Linked DNA regions of Sus scrofa: all the other regions are linked to region 3. Evidence: chromatin contacts called from public Hi-C and promoter capture Hi-C data. All regions are on one chromosome and are shown on one strand. The core of a region is the stretch at or near the end of the contact, and the rest is flanking DNA. Distances in the headings are between cores, read along the strand shown. Region 1 holds the start of BRK1 (protein BRICK1). Region 2 holds the start of TATDN2 (putative deoxyribonuclease TATDN2). Region 3 holds the start of THUMPD3 (THUMP domain-containing protein 3).

Region 1 (2,906 bases), core at 225-2,724, 590 kb after region 3:
AAAAATTGTTAGACAATGGTTCATCATGCTGTACAGTAGAAAAAATGACAGAACTCTGTAAACCAGCTATAATGGAAAAAATATCATTATATAAAATAAAGACAGTTCCCATCGTGGCGCAGTGGTTAACGAATCCGACTAGGAACCATGAGGTTGCGGCTTCGGTTCTTGGCCTCGCTCAGTGGGTTAACAATCCGGTGTTGCTGTGAGCTGTGGTGTAGGTTGCAGACGCCGCTCGGATCCCATGTTGCTGTGGCACTGGCGTAGGCTGGCAGCTACAGCTCGGATTCGACCGCTAGCCTCGTGAACCTCCATATGCCGTGGGAGCGACCCAAGAAATGGCAGAAAGACTAAATAAATAAAGACAAAATATTTTTTAAAATTGTTAAAAAAGAAAAAGAAAAAGGAATTCCCATCGTGGCACATTAGAAACGAATCCGACTAGGAACCATGAAGTTTCGGGTTAGATCCCTGGCCTTGCTCACCGGGTCAAGGATCCATTGTTGCCGTGAGCTGTGGTGTAGGTTTGCAGACGCTGCTTTGATCTGGCATTGCTGTGGCATAGGCTGGCAGCTACAGCTCTGATTAGACCCCCTAGTCTGGAAACCTCCATATGCCAGGGGTGCGGGCTCCCCCACCAAAAAAAAAGAAAAGAAAAAATTTTGTATTTTGTTTTCTTCTTCACTTTAGCATGTGTGTTCTGTTGCCATAATTGACATTTAAATGACCTCATAATATTGCTCTAAGTGACTATACTGATATTTAGCCATTCCCCAACAGTTGAGATTTGTTTTTTTAAATGAATGATGCCTTTAAGAACATTGTGCTCAAAGTGTTTTCTCTTTTCCAATGAGCTCTTCTTTTTTGTCTTTTTTGGGCCGCATCCCAAGGCATGTGGACTTCCCAGGCTAGGGGTCGAATCAAAGCTGTAAGCTGCCAGCCTGGACCACAGCCATCAGATCAAAGACTCTGCAGCTCTATCTAACCCACTGAGCTAGTGCCAGGGATGGAATCCACGTCATGGATACTAGTCATGTTCCTTACGGCTGAGCCACAACGGGAACTCCACCAATGACTTTATTAAATTTCCTTCTGAATAGATCTTGCCAGCTTACAGTATGACCAGCTATTTACTAATTTTCCCATTTCCCTTCAGCCAGCCTCTTCATCTCTAAGTATTATAGTTTAAAAAAATAACCTTTTGTTCATTTGATAAATGCAAGGTGGGCATCATGTGTTGTTAAAAGGCATTTTTGAAATGACTTGTGTTTTCTGTGGTTTAATTGGCATTGCCCAGCTTATTGTGGTCAGAGATCTCAGTTTGGAGCGCCTGAAGTTAGGGTTGATGCGGGCTCACGCGCCCCCTAACGACCAAAACTGCCAGTGACTGAGGGGGGACGGGGGGGGCTCTGAGTGCGTGCGCACTCCATTCTCCAAGCCGGTTTTGCGGCCACCGTTTTCCGGGGTGTGGGAGAAGAGCGAAGACGCTGGCGGGGACTTGACAATGCGCAGGCGCATCACGAAGCCTGTGGATTTGTGGCCAACCGAGCATGGGCGTGGGCTGGCTGCGTCGGCGCACTGGAGGCCTGGAGGGTCGAGGCGCGTGCGCAGTCGCGCTTCCTTCAGCTGCAGCCATGGCAGGCCAAGAGGATCCCGTGCAGCGGGAGATTCACCAGGATTGGGCGAACCGGGAGTACATTGAAGTCATCACCAGCAGCATCAAGAAAATCGCAGACTTTCTCAACTCGTTTGGTCAGCGGGCGAGCAGGGGGAGGCAGGGAGGAGGGGGGCCCGCCTAGGGAGGGCGCTGAGAAGCTTTGACGCGGGTTCTGGGAGCCGTGGGCTCCTGCTGGTGTTTGCTTCCGCCTTCAGGCCGCACTTTTCCCCTCTCGCTCTGACCCCCGGCCTCCACTGATCATTCCCTGTGGGGTTATCCTGCCCCACGCTGAGCTCATCGGCTTCATTGCCTTCCCCCCGCATCCAGTAACAAGTCCGTTCCTTTCCCGGACGTGTCAGACAGCCCCATCCATCGCCTGAATCTTTCCTTCTCTTCAGGCGTCTCCCTTCTTTTGTGCTTCGTTTCAGTCGTCACTTGGTGCTCAGAGAGCGCTGTCCAGAAGCCCTTTAGCGTCGAGCCTGTTAGTCGCCCCTCCTGTCGGTCCTTTCCTGTCTCGGCGTGTGCTGTGCAGAGTGGTAGATGAGAGCGGAGGAGGGCCCACATCGCGTCCGGCCAGGGACATCTCTGCATCGCTAGTATCTAGACCACAGTGGGTGTTGTCTGCTTCTAGCAAAATCTTTCCTTGGCATGACCTGTCCGTGACAGTCTTAAAGTTCCTTCCGCGTTGTTTCCTATCCTTGTGCTACACCCTGCAGCAGAGACTCCTGACTCTTGTTCTCCGAGTGTTACTTTGAAAGAACCGGGCACTGGGTAAACTTTTTATGTCATCACAAGGTGTGGGGATGACATCTAGTGATCTTTTTCCAGTTGTGCTTCTGGCCCACTAATTCAGCAACATTAAGCGATTAAGTAGGGGAAACTGATAAATTTAAAAAGACTTAAAAAGGAATTATTTTCTTGCTAAGAGAAGTCCAAAGGAGTGTATAAAGGTGACAGCAAGAGATTTGTCCAAAAGCATCAGCAAGACAAACTAGATCTGAGTACAAGGCTCTTTCTCAGTCTCTGTGGGGAAGACAGAATAAGAACCATTTCCTACAATTAAGTGATTTCTATTTTGAAGATGAAATAATGACATCAGAGCAAAGCAGAACATTGTTTCTGATTTAATATATTTACATATAGGAATTCCCCTTGTTGCTCGGCAGTAACAAACCTGACTAGTATCCATGAGGACCTGTGTTTGATTCTTGGCCACACTCAGTAATTTAAAGATCTGTGTTGCAGGAGC
Region 2 (3,057 bases), core at 494-2,993, 700 kb after region 3:
ATAGCAGCAATATTCCTAATAGCCATGGGTAGATAAAACCCAAATGTCCTTCAATAGATGAACAGAATGAGCTACATCCATACAATGGAATATTTTTCAGCCATAAAAAATGAAGTACTTGGAGTTCCCACTGTGGTTCAGCAGAAACAAATCTGACTAGCATTCATGAGGATGCAGGTTTGATCCCTGGCCTCTATCAGTGGGTTAAGGATCTGGCATTGCTGTTAATTGTGGTGTAGGTTGCAGACATGGCTCTCATCTGGTGAGGCTGTGGTGGCTGTGGTAGGCCAGTGGCTACGGCTCCAACTGGACCCCTAGCCTGGGAACCTCCATATGCCATGGGGGTGGCCCTAAAAAGACAAAAAAAAGGACTGATGCATACTACATGGGTGAATCTTGAAAAGATAATGCTAAGAAGCCAATTATATATAATTCCATTTTTATGAAATGTCTAGAACAGTCAAAGCCATGGAGATAAACCAAGTGTGTGTGTGTACTTGGGGGTGGGTGTGAGTTGCTTTCTGGAGGGGAGTGGTAATGAAAACAAGATTTTAGGGTAACGAAATGTTCTAAAATTAGATTACAGTACTGGTTGGACAACTCTGATTACATAAAATTACCCATAGAATTATATATCAGTGAACTTCATGCTATGTAAATTGCATCTCAGTAAAGCTGTTAGAAATACAAATACACAGTGGTTACTCTGACATATTTAATAATTTTTTTATCTTAAGGCTCCGCTTCTCTCTCATTTATTATATATATATTTTTTTTCTTTTTTTCTACAGATATTTTCACTCATGCTCTGGATCCTGTGTTTTTTCACATCTTCTTCAACAGTACTTTTGGATTACTTCATTCTTTTTGCCGGGTATTCTTTTGTATGGGTATTCTGTAATTTATGTGACTAGCCTCACTCACCGGATACTGTTTTCATTCTTGCTACTACAGGGCCGCCTTCCAAAATGTTACACCAATTTACCGTCAATTGGTGATATATGGGGGCACTTTGCCCCACATCCTTAGCTACAAATGATATTCTCATGCTTTTTGATCATTGCTAATCTAATGAGTGAAAACAATTTTATTTGCACTTTTTAAATGAGCCATTTTTTCATGTTAGCCTTGGTGATTTGTTTCTGTTCATCGGGTCATTTCCTTCGCCCACTAAATTATCTTCTTGCCAGAGTTTTAGCGTAGTTTAGGACATCAGTCCTTTGTCATGTGTTGCCAATATTTTTCCAAGTTTGTATGTTGTCTTTTAACTTTGTCTTTTTTTTTTTTTTTTTTGCGAGGGGTAGCTTTCTCCCTCTCTCTCGGCTTCTAATTTCTAATTCCAATTCTTTCATTTTCCGGGTTTGTCACTTGGTCTCTGAGCCAGTTTCCTCCTGTGTAAATGGGCTGATGAGGTTGGTGTCGGTTCACGAGCGCATCCAGATCAGAATGCGTCCGGCTAAGCGGAGGGAAAGCGTTGAGCAGCAGAGAGCCGCAATCTGAGAACCCGGGATCGCCAACGCCCCCTACCTCCATCGCTGGCAGACCTGAGACACTGCGGCCCAGCCTCAGCTTCGCGCTCTTACAGCACACGTGAGTGGCCCTGCCGGGTCTAGCGTCCAACCAATGAATGAGCTTCGTAAGGCGTAGGGCCCCGCCTCCCAGCCTCCTGACCAGCAGGCAAGCTCCGTCTTGCTTGGAGTCCCGCCTCTTTCCATTTGAGCAATGGGCGTTCTTCGTTCAGCGCAAGACCCGCCCCCGTCGCACGCCGGAGCTGCGAGCCGTAGGGCTCGTTCCGGGAGGCGGACGCAGCGAAGGCTAGTGTGGTCCGAGCTCCGGAGAAGCAAGGCCAGCCCCGCGGGGCTAAGGCTGTCAGCGAGCAGGCGGCCGGTGCGAAACCTCAGGGCCGTGGGGGGGGGGTGCGGGGTCGACGTCTGGGCCGCTGCAGCAGGGACCAAAGGCGGGGCGGGGCGGGCCCAGGGGCGCCCTAAGCAGGCGGACTGGTACGCCGCCGGCTTCTGAAGGGCGGCTCAACCCCTTGCGGCCCGGGGCTGGTCGGCGGGGCCGCGGGGGCAGGGCGGACTGCACGCCGGGTCCCGCCCTGCTCTGCGGCCCGTGCTCGGCGTTCCGGGCCTCCGGGCCGCGCGCCCGACTAGGGACTGCGGGTCTGGCCTCCAGGTGTGGATCTAACAGCTCCCTGTGGCCTTTCGGAGAGCTCTGACACCTTTGAAAGGCTTTGTATCGCCAGCTCCATCGTAGTCCCGGAAACGCTTTGACATCTGCAAAGTAGCTCTGTGCAAACTGAAGCGCTTGGTAATCGCGGAAGCACGTTGTGGGCTTGGAAACCGAATCGAACGAAGCCTTTGGTAAATCCTGGGATCATTTGGAATTCTCTGAAGCGCTTTGGAATCGCACACATTCGAAGCGCTTTGGCATCTCTGAAGCCTTGAACTGTGATGGGCAGTGGAAAGAAGGGGGAAAGGTCAGTGAGGCCAGACCCTGGCTCTGACAAATTGGCTTGCCCTACCCCAGGGGATCCTGGGATGGCGGGAGTCTGAGGAGCGGCTGCCAGCAGGCCTGGTGGTGGACTCCAGCCCCCTCTTTACCTTGCAGGTGCCCATGGCGTCGGAGCGGCGCAAGGTCAAGTACCACTGGAGCAGCACTTCGGAGCGGAGTTCCCGCAAGCGCAGCTGCCTCCGGGAGCCCAGTGATGTGGCCCCCTCCAGCCGGCCAACTCACAGCTCTGCAGCGCGTTCTGGAGGGGCCAGCAGCCCCAAGCGCCTGAAAGCCCAGAAGGAGGAAGATGTGGCCTGCTCGCCGAGGTTGTCCTGGGGCTCATCCCGCCGCAGAAGTTCCTCTCTTCTTCCTCCTCCCATTCCTCTGGCCCAGGTGTGGGTGGGGCCGCCTCCAAGGGAGGCCTGATTCGGAGCTCACAGGGGTTCCTTTCGTCAGGGGACTCCCCTGGCAAACCCTCTCTAGAAGAAATGGCTTCTCTAGAGGAGGAAACCTGCAGCCTTAAGGTAAGTGGCCTCAACGCCTAGCAAACGTTGAAGCTCTTTC
Region 3 (2,894 bases), core at 213-2,712:
TTGCCCATTATAGACATTTCATACAAAAGGAATCACATATGTGGTCTTTATGGACTTTTTTTCACTTTGCAAGTTTTCAAGACTCGTCCATGTTGTAGCATGCTTCAGTACTTCACTTTTTTAATGACCAAATAATACTGTATTGTATGATTGTGTGGTGGATATACCACTTTTGTTTATCTATTCATCAGCTAAGGACATTAGGATTATTTCCAATGCTCAATGCTGCTGGGCACATTCATGTCTAAGTTTTTGTTTGAACATCTGCTTTCAGTTCTCTTGGGTATACCTACCAGGAGAAATGCTGAGTCATATGACAATACTATTTTTTTTTTTTTTTTTTTTGTCTTTTTGCTATTTCTTTGGGCCACTCCCGCGGCATATGGAGCTTCCCAGGCTAGGGGTCGAATCGGAGCTGTAGCCCCCAGCCTATGCCAGAGCCACAGCAACACAGGATCCAAGCCGCGTCTGCAACCTACACCACAGCTCAGGGCAACGCCGGATCGTTAACCCACTGAGCAAGGGCAGGGACCAAACCCGAAACCTCATGGTTCCTAGTCGGATTCGTTAACCACTGCGCCACGACGGGAACTCCTTTTTTTTTTTTTTTTTTTTTTTTCTCGACAATACTCTTTAACTTTTTTGAGGGAAGTACAAACTGTTCTCCAAAGTGGCTGTACCATTTTTCATTCCCACCGGCAATGCCTAAGTGCTCCAATCCACCACATTCTTACTGAAACTTGGAACTGCCTATTTTGAAAAAAACTTTTAGGAGTTCCTGTTGTGGCTTAGCAGAAACAAATCTGACTAGTATCCATGAGGAGATGGGTTCAATCCCTGGCCTCACTCAGTGGGTTAAGGACCCAGCATTGCCATGAATTGTGGTGTAGGTGGCAGGTGAGGCTCAGATCTGGCATTGCTGTGACTGTGGTGTAGACCAGGGACTACAGCTCTGATTTGAACCCTAGCCTGGGAACCTCCATGCACCACAGGTATGGCCCTAAAAAGACCACAAAAAAAAGAAAGAAAAGAAAAAAACTTTTAACCAAATAGGTATTTTACCGTAGCTTTACTTTGCATTTTCCTAATTACTAGTGATATTGATCATCGTTCCACGTGATTATTTACCATATGTGTATCATCTTTAGAGAAATATTCAAGCCTCTGCCCATTTTTAAACTGGGTTATCTTTACATTGTTGAACTGTAAAAATGCCCTTCTAAAATCATTTAAGTTGAAGATATGTATGACGAAATAAAATTTATATTTTAAGGCAGGACAAGGAAAAAATTAAAGGCAAAATTCTGTTTGGCCTCCTCCCTCGCTCATGTGCTTTACACATTAACCAGAGCTACTCAAAGATGGAAGTGCCTGCTTACAGCAAAGATCAATTTTTTTTTTCTTCTAACCCCAGCAATGTAACTTCTTAAAAGAATAGTGTACTTTCTCATCTCTGAAAGAGGTTATGGTGACTTGTTGCTTACCTGGACTATGTATCCTTGGTGAACTTTATAAAAAATATCAGTATGTCATTTTGATGTATGATTCCTTGTCTAAAAAATATATATGACAAGACTCCCCCCACCCCATCGTGACTGAGTGGTTAAAGATCCCGACTAGTATCCACGAAGACTCAGGTTCAATTTCCGGCCTCGCTCTGTGGGTTAAGGATCCGATGCTGCCATAAACTGTGGTGCAGGTTGAGGACTCAACTTGCATCTGGCGTTGCTGTGGCTGTGGTGTAGGCCGGCAGCTGTAGCTCCAATTCCATCCCCAGCCTGGGAACTTCCATATGCCGGTGGGTACGGCCCCAAAAAAGACAAACAAAAACAAGACAAAAAACGTATATGGCTATGCCTTCCGAGGCAAAACGATTCTCAGGGTTTTCAGAGAAATCTCCTTCCAGGGTTATAATCCTCAGTTTGGCTTAAATAAAATTCTCTTTTAAAATTCTTGGCAGTTAACCTTCCTCAAGTATTTAAAGAAAAATACTAAGTAAACAATAGTAACATACGTTAGGTAACATGTTACTTTGGGGGCAAAACATTTAGCCTCTGTGAGACTCAGGTTCGCCGGCTTTAAAACAGAGTGGCCCCTGCTTGAAAGTTGCTGGAACAAATGAATTTACGTGTGTGAAGCGCTTACTCGGAACCAGCGGGATAAACACTAACATCGACCACTACCACAACTGACGACGAGGCCAACGGCGTTCCAGATTCTGCCTGCAGGGAGTCCTGCCCGCAACTGCAGGAGCGGACCACCACCTACCGAAGTCCACCCTGCAAACAAACGCTCTTCCTCCCGACGTGCACCAGAGCCCGCCCCCAGGTTGGTGCCGCTATGGCCGTGCCACTCGACTTCCGTTTCCGGGGCGCCGAGGCAGTTTCCGGCGGCGTGACCTGAGCGCGTCGGGCAGCGTGGTCCCGGAGCCGGAAGGGTCAGCGCAGGCGGCTGGTAAACGGGCGGTGGGTGGGAGTGGCCGGGTAGGGTACCAATGACCCTTGGGAGGGAGAGTCAACCGTCCTCTTGAGACCCTGGCTGTCGACGGGTGCACTTCAGCCCGATCCACGGCGGAGCCCTTCTCACTCCCTTTTACTGGGTTTCATCAGCTCCCCGGGTTTCCTGTGATTTGGGCCCTGGGGGTGGGTGTCGGGAAACGTGGGTTTCATTCCAGCCGGCGCTACTGGTTAGCTCTCTGATCTTGGTAGGTCTTTCCGTGAGCTTCATCTGCCTTATTTGGAAGATAGAAGTCGTATCACTGATTGTGCGCTCCTTAATGGCGGGGACTGAATGTTATTTGTGTTAGACACCGTGTCCTGTCCCAGATTCAGAACAAGGACAGTGTAGGTACTCTGCGCCTACTTAAGTTGTTTTGATTCACAAAATCTTTGAAC

What was found. Promoter capture Hi-C pulls out the DNA fragments that hold promoters and counts their contacts. Hi-C and Micro-C count contacts between places; a contact is called where the count stands out from the background.
Region 1: a contact with region 3 is called in a Hi-C map of alveolar macrophages, with 3 times the contacts expected there. The contact joins the promoter of BRK1 here to the promoter of THUMPD3 in region 3. A contact is called at or near these places in 2 of 5 promoter capture datasets (fetal skeletal muscle and liver) and 7 of 47 Hi-C or Micro-C datasets (alveolar macrophages, fetal skeletal muscle, heart right ventricle and 3 more).
Region 2: a promoter capture Hi-C map of fetal liver shows a contact between it and region 3, with 4 times the contacts expected there. The contact joins the promoter of TATDN2 here to the promoter of THUMPD3 in region 3. A contact is called at or near these places in 1 of 5 promoter capture datasets (fetal liver) and 1 of 47 Hi-C or Micro-C datasets (retroperitoneal adipose tissue).

The regions. Positions count from the first base shown.
Region 1 is chr13:66,313,964-66,316,869 of Sscrofa11.1, forward strand. It overlaps BRK1 (protein BRICK1), which reads left to right and starts at 1,475. Exons shown (of 3, transcript XM_003132361.5): 1 at 1,475-1,752. The coding sequence starts at 1,551.
Region 2 is chr13:66,419,729-66,422,785 of Sscrofa11.1, forward strand. It overlaps TATDN2 (putative deoxyribonuclease TATDN2), which reads left to right and starts at 1,744. Exons shown (of 9, transcript XM_003132363.6): 1 at 1,744-2,479; 2 at 2,611-2,851; 3 at 2,854-3,017. The coding sequence starts at 2,617.
Region 3 is chr13:65,719,094-65,721,987 of Sscrofa11.1, forward strand. It overlaps THUMPD3 (THUMP domain-containing protein 3), which reads left to right and starts at 1,463. Exons shown (of 11, transcript XR_002338099.1): 1 at 1,463-2,454. The region is part of intron 1 of SRGAP3 (SLIT-ROBO Rho GTPase-activating protein 3); the gene reads right to left.